2 separate regions of the Sus scrofa genome follow, and region 1 is linked to region 2. A link is a contact called in public HiChIP or PLAC-seq data. All regions are on one chromosome and are shown on one strand. The core of a region is the stretch at or near the end of the contact, and the rest is flanking DNA. Distances in the headings are between cores, read along the strand shown.

What was found. HiChIP or PLAC-seq counts read pairs in DNA pulled down with a chosen protein or histone mark.
Region 1: an H3K27ac HiChIP or PLAC-seq map of skeletal muscle shows a contact between it and region 2. The contact joins the promoter of RALY here to the promoter of CHMP4B in region 2. A contact is called at or near these places in 2 of 5 promoter capture datasets (fetal liver and liver), 5 of 47 Hi-C or Micro-C datasets (brain, embryonic fibroblasts, heart right ventricle and 2 more) and 2 of 2 datasets of contacts at active chromatin or transcription factors (alveolar macrophages and skeletal muscle).

The regions. Positions count from the first base shown.
Region 1 is chr17:37,446,417-37,449,880 of Sscrofa11.1, forward strand. It overlaps RALY (RNA-binding protein Raly), which reads left to right and starts at 1,411. Exons shown (of 10, transcript XM_001929104.6): 1 at 1,411-1,912.
Region 2 is chr17:37,283,867-37,286,872 of Sscrofa11.1, forward strand. CHMP4B (charged multivesicular body protein 4b) reads left to right here and starts at 1,556. Exons shown (of 5, transcript XM_003134402.6): 1 at 1,556-1,908. The coding sequence starts at 1,719.

The sequences.
Region 1 (3,464 bases), core at 161-2,660, 160 kb after region 2:
TGGGCCGCTCCCGCGGCATATGGAGGTTCCCAGGCTAGGGGGCTCCCGCGGCATATGGAGGTTCCCAGGCTAGGGGTTGAATCGGAGCTGTAGCCACCGGCTTACGCCAGAGCCACAGCAACGGGGGATCCGAGCCGCTTCTGCGACCTACACCACAGCTCACGGCAACGCCGGATCGTTAACCCACTGAGCAAGGGCAGGGACCGAACCCGCAACCTCATGGTTCCTAGTCAGATTCGTTAACCACTGCGCCACGACGGGAACTCCTGAGGAGGTGATTTTAATCAGAGATGTAAGGCATAAGAAGGAACCAGAAGTTAGAAGAGGTGGGGGGAGAACATTCCTGGTCTTGGTCTTAGTTGTCATCAACTCTAATTTGATTTCTCTTCCTTTTCAAGGGAAGAGTCAGAGGTTATCAAACTACACAAGTGTAGCTATAATGGCTGGTCTGGGCAGGATTAATTTCAAACTGTGTCCAGTGCTGGGGAAATCCCGTCTCCTAGGCAGGTTTTGGGGGATGTGATGGGAAAAATACAATAATAGGCCGGACAATGCAAGTCTATAGCTGAGGGCTGAAGGTCTTACTGTCCTCACAGTGGAGGCTAGAACACGGATCTAGGTGAGAGTTCTCACAGGAGAAATATTTAGGAGGGAGGACACACATCCAGACCCACATCAAGTTACAAAAAATTTCCAAAAGGGTAAAGTTATTTGAATTTAACCTTTTTTCAGGTCCTCCCCAGACACGTCCTCATGACAGTGTCTTCTCCCAGACCCAACTGGCAGCGTGGATCCTCGCCCAGTGCACACACCAGGTTCCCTGTAAGTGAAAGGACCTTGCCTTCCTTCCTACTTCTCTTCCGCATCCCTCGAGCACTGCCCACCGCCAACTTGTTTGGGCCGCGTCTTCAGGCCCCGCCCACCTCCAGTCCCAGCCCTACACACACCCCCGGTCACCCTTTCGGTCCCGCCTCCTTCCGGCTCCTTCCCAGAGTGGCCACCTTTGGGCCCCTTCTCCCGGCTCGGCTTCCGGGCCCGCCTCCTTCTGCCCGGCTTCAATCTTTCCTCGGGTACTGGGTTTCTTTCAACCCCGCCTCCAGACCCCTCCTCTAAGAGCCTCTCCTCCCCCAGACTCGCCGGGCCTCCCTCCACCCTTGACGTCTCCTTTGGGCAAACCTCCATTTAGCCCCGCCCACACCCCTCCTCTCACACACTGCCCGGGTTCTCCACTCTGCGAGGCCTCCACTGTCTTCCATACCTGTGTCGCGCGTCTCTGCTCTCTGGCATCATCACCCTCTCCGCCCTGCCCCGCCTTCCGCTTCATACTGGTTTAAGCAAGTCTCTCTCCGCCCTAGCTCCGCCTCCCCAACCTCCCATCTCTGTCCCTCCTCCCCATCAAGCCCCGCCCTGGCCCCGCCTTCCTTTTCTCCCCGCCGAAGCTCTGGACCTTTCCAAAGCTAGACTGGAGAGGTGGGACGAGCCCTTGCGCGTGGGGGGCCGGGCTGTGTCAGGGCGACGCTACGGACTCCTCGCGCTTGAGTCGCCGTGCCCTTTGGAGACAGAGGCGGGGGAAGAGGGCGACTGGGCCACGGCCGGAGCGGCGGGCGGCGCGGAGCCCGCTCCGTGCTCCCCTACCCCCGCGCGCCTCAGTGGTGCTGGCCGAGGGAAGGACTCGCGGCTGCGGGGCTCGCGCGGCTGTCAGTGCGGCGGGGCGCGCGAGCAGCGCGGCTGCGGGGTGGGCTGAGCAGAGAGAAGCTGAGGGGGCGGTAGCGGCAGCGGCGATTCGCGTGCCTGTGCTCAGCTCCTCACGCCGCGGCCGGGGCCGCCTTCTCCCTCCTTCCTTCCCGCCCCCGAGTGCGGCGGTACCGCCTCCTTCAGCGCCGCGCGGCTTCCTCCAGACCTCCGTGCGCGGGTGAGTGGGGGCCGCGGGCGTCTTCTTAAAGGTGCGGGGAGGGGGTGCTCCTTATTCCTTTTTGGTCACCTACCTCCTGGCGCGGGCCGTCGCCTATTTTTAGAAACTCTTTTCTCGGCCATTCGGGGAGTCCCGGGAGCCCGAGTAACTCCCGGCCCCCTCCCCCCGCACCTTCCCTCCACCCGGGCTCGCCGCCCCGGGTCGCCGGCCCGCCCGCGCCCGCTCCCGGCTGCCCTGGCGTTCCCTCCCCGCCATCTCCCCGCGGGCCGGGCCTGGGCCAGGAGTTGGCGGGGTGGGCCGGCGCCCGCTTGGAAGTTGGAGTCTTTTGTGCTCGCGCCCCGCCCCGCCCGGCGAGGGGAGGAGGGGGGAGCGGAGGCCGCGCTGGGGAGGCCTTGGGCGGGCCGGGCTCTGGCTCCGGCCGCGAGCTTCTTCCGGTTCTCCCTCTCGGGCAAGGTTTGCGGGCTCCCGGAGGCGCGCAAAACTGGTCCCGCCTCGCTCCCCACGGGCCTGAGCGCCTCCTCGGTCCTGGGCTCGTTGCACACCCAGGGCTTGTGGAGGAACAACAGCAGGCCCAAGACCGGGGCCGTGTTCCGCACCTCACGCACGCAGCCTTTTGGCCTCAGTTCGCTTCTCAGTGCAAAAGGAGAAAGAAAGTCGCTTCGCAGGGTGATTGTGGATTCAGGGAGAGAACAGATATTTGAGGGAAGTGTTTACTACCAACAGGTAACATTTAATGGACTTGACTCGGGAACTTCCTAAGTCTTATTTCATTGAATGCTCACAATGGCCTTCTGGGGTTATCCCCATTTACACAAGCAGAAATCCACGCGCAGAAAGGTTAAATAATGTGTTCCAATTTACAGTTAGTAGGCACAGAAGTGTAAAGCCGTGGTGCTAGTACCTGTTATTTATTTCTTAGTGCGAGCTTGTGAAATCTCTCAGTTACAGAAGGGATTTTGACTTAATCTTTGGGTCACACCATTAGTTGAGAGACCAGTGTCCACTATGGATGAAATGCCATTCTTGATCTTTGGGAGGTAAGAGGGAAAGGAAGTTGCTATGAATTTCTTGCTAATATTGCCCGTTAGAACTTGATGGATGCTAACGACTCCAGATCTCAAGCGCCGAAGTTCCCTGGGGGTTTGGTTCAAGGAAGGCCTAAGCCGTTTAAAGCAGTGAGCTGCGTCCTTTATTTTGTTTGTGGCATGTTCCTCCCCACCAAACCTTGCTTGTCCTCTATAGTGTTTAGATTTAACACTATAAAATCTAATAGTGTAGGGGAGAGGGAGCAGAAAGTGGCTCTAGTCAACCGTTTCAGCTCCCTGCCTTCAAATAGGGATTTATTTCTCCTATTTTCAGGCAAGGCCCAGAAGGGTCAAAGTGAACTAAAGTTGACTTTGGCAGGTGTTCTAGATTTCCAATGTATTTCATCTCTGGTGTTTAAAGATTAGGCAAGGGAGTTCCTAGGCCAGGTCTTGAGGAGTCTCCTGATGTTAGCATTAGTTCTTTGGAGTGCGGAGATTGGCTGTGTTCTCCTATTTCCAAGATTCTG
Region 2 (3,006 bases), core at 306-2,805:
AGCACGTCTCTCACATAATTTCTTCCAACTGGAAAGTTGGGTGAAGTGGATTCTCCCATCCCCTGGGAATGGTTACCTGTCTGTGCAGGCAGGTGTTGTGGCAGATTCCAACAACAATGACAATATCTGAGGCATGTTTTTGTCTTCATGTAGATAATAATCTAGGGAAGAGACAAGACTCGGTTATGTGAAATAACAGAGGAAAAGTTCAGTTAGGCTCATTTATTTGAAACTGTTTCTAAGCAAGAGAGTCCAGGAAGGAATAAAAAAGAAGCCATGATTTTCTTCATTGAAGAGCACTTCACATCGTCACTCAGAACAGGTTTACTTTTTGTTTTCATACAAGACTAACATATGCAAAAGATTGGAAGTGGCAAATTAGATTGGTGGGCTTGGGGGAAGTATTGGCTATTACAGCCTCATTGCTAATGGATGGAGAAGTGATTCTTGACAGCAATAGACAAGGAAAAACAATGTCGTGTAATGCAGCTACATACACATGAAAATCCTAAATACCTCTGCTACTTTTGAAAATTCTGGAGTTCCTGTCGTGACTCAGCAGAAACGAATCTGACTAGTATCCATGAGGACGCGGGTCTGATCCCTGGCCTCACTCAGTGGGTTAAGGATCTAGCGTTGCCTCGAGCTGTGGTGTAGGTCGCAGACATGGCTGGGACCTGGCATTGCTGTGGCTGTGGTTTAGGCTGGCAGCTGCTGCTCCGAATCTACCACTAGCCTAGGAACCTACATGTGCCTCGGGTGAGGCCCTAGAAAGACAAAAAAAGACAAAAAAAAAAAAAAAAAAAAAAAAAAAAAAAAAGAAAAAAAGAAAGTTTTGAGTCTTCTCCTGGTTTAATTGCTGTTGTGCATAATGATGACCCAGGCCTATGCCAAATAAGCACTTGACATTCCTATCTCACACAGGCTTGTAGGTGGTCCTGTTGTTATCTCCAGTTTACAGTTTTGAAAAGGCAAGTACGGAGAATAGGGCAAGTAACGCGCCTAAGTAAGTATTCAAGGTGAGTTTTGAACATTTGCAGTCTAGCTTTGCCTTAAGCCTCTACTAGGTTTCGAAGAACCTGTTAGGTGAATAAAGAGTAGAAAGGCACTGCAGGTAGAGGAACAGCATATGCGAAGATACGTCTAAGTTAAGCTAATCAGTCCCTCAATTTCTGAGTCTTGGTTACTCACCTACAAAATTAACAGTATTATCTCTCATAGGCGTGTGAGAATTTAATGTAATAATGAATGTAAAGCATTTTTCACAATGCCTGGATCACAGAATGTGCATAACGTTAATTACTGTTTTATAAACTACTCATTTCCTGTTCTACCTCTACAGAGCTGGTTCCAAGAAGACTACATTTCCCAGCATGCCATCTCGCCCTTTGACTCTAGCTAGACCAAAAAAATGCGTCGTAGAGCTCCTGAAGCCGGAAGACTACAGTCTCCCAGCATGCAGCGCACCTCCTTCCATTAAATTTGAGGCATGGCCCGCGCGTTGCCCTTCGGGAGTTGTAGTCCACGGCGTGTTTCCCTGACGCCGGCCGGGCCGGGCGTGGGGGCCTGTGGGAGGTGGCTCGGCCGGGCCCAGCTGCGGGGCGGAGGTGGCGAAGAGGCCTGCGGCGGCAGGGAGCAGCAGGGCTGGGAGCAGGCGCCGGAACCGAGCCGAGCCGAGCCGAAGCGGGCGGCGCAGGCCGGCGCGGCGAGCAGCAACCATGTCGGTGTTTGGGAAGCTGTTCGGGGCTGGAGGGGGTAAGGCCGGCAAGGGCGGCCCGACCCCCCAGGAGGCCATCCAGAGACTGCGGGACACAGAGGAGATGCTAAGTAAGAAACAGGAATTCCTGGAGAAGAAGATCGAACAGGAACTGACGGCCGCCAAGAAGCACGGCACTAAAAACAAGCGCGGTGAGTTGGCCCGGCCCCCTCAGACTTCCCTGGCCTGGACTCCACCTTCGCCAGACTCGCGCTAGTGTTTGCTCGGATCCTGGACCTCTTACCCGGTCAGACTCCCTTCAGTGTCGCCCCCTGGACTTCTTCATTAGACTGTCATTCCAGCCCTCTTCTCCCAGGCTCTCCCCACTCTGCCAGGCCCTTTCAGACCCTCGTTTCACAGCACTTCCTTCGTCCTCACTCTGTTCCTTTCTCCTCCACATTTCCCCCTCCCTCTGGTCTGTCCTCACCCAGCTTCCCAGATACTGCCGCCGCCTCCTTCTTGTCTCCTTTCTGCCCTCCATTCTAACACTTGTGTCCTTCCTGTCCCACTCCTACCCTCTGCCAACCCCTCTGGGGAATCCATGAGCTGTCCCTGGCCTCTCTCCCCATCCCCCTGACTCAGAATTCTCCTTTAGAAGCCTCCTGAATGGAGAGAAAAAGGAACTGGGAGGAGAGGAGGTCCCCTGTTCACTTGCTGAATGAACTTGAGCAAGTTACTTTTCCTCTTGAGGTTCATTTCTCCCATCCATCAGCCAGGGTTTGACCTCCATGGGGCCTAAAGTGCCTTCCAGCTCTGTGATTCACCTCTGGTTTCCTCATAACCAGGTTTTATCAGAGTTTCACGTAGCGCAAGCCTTCACGCGGTGACTCACGGCTTCCTGATCCCGGTGTACCAGAAATAAGGATTCCATTCCTCCGTTGGCCCCGACTCCTCCCCCAGTCCCTACTTCTGTGATTGAGGGCGGGGATAAGGAACTCTGAGGCACTTCCTGTTGTATGGCTTTCTGGGCAAGTGCTTTGTATTCTTAGGTGAAAAAGTGTTAATAACGATAAAGCAGTTTAGAAATATTTGATTTTTCTCGTTGTTACGGCAATGTGAGAGTGAACCATAACATGACAACCCTCCCCCTGAGGAGGGGGAAAGTGAGAGGGGTTTAGGAGCTATACAAACAAGTAGGTAACTCAGAAGTCTGCAAGTTACAGGCTGTGTGACCTTGAGGTAGTGAATTTACCCTCGAAAGGAAAATCATGGATTTACAGTGCCCAGCACATAGTAGGAGTTAAATTGAT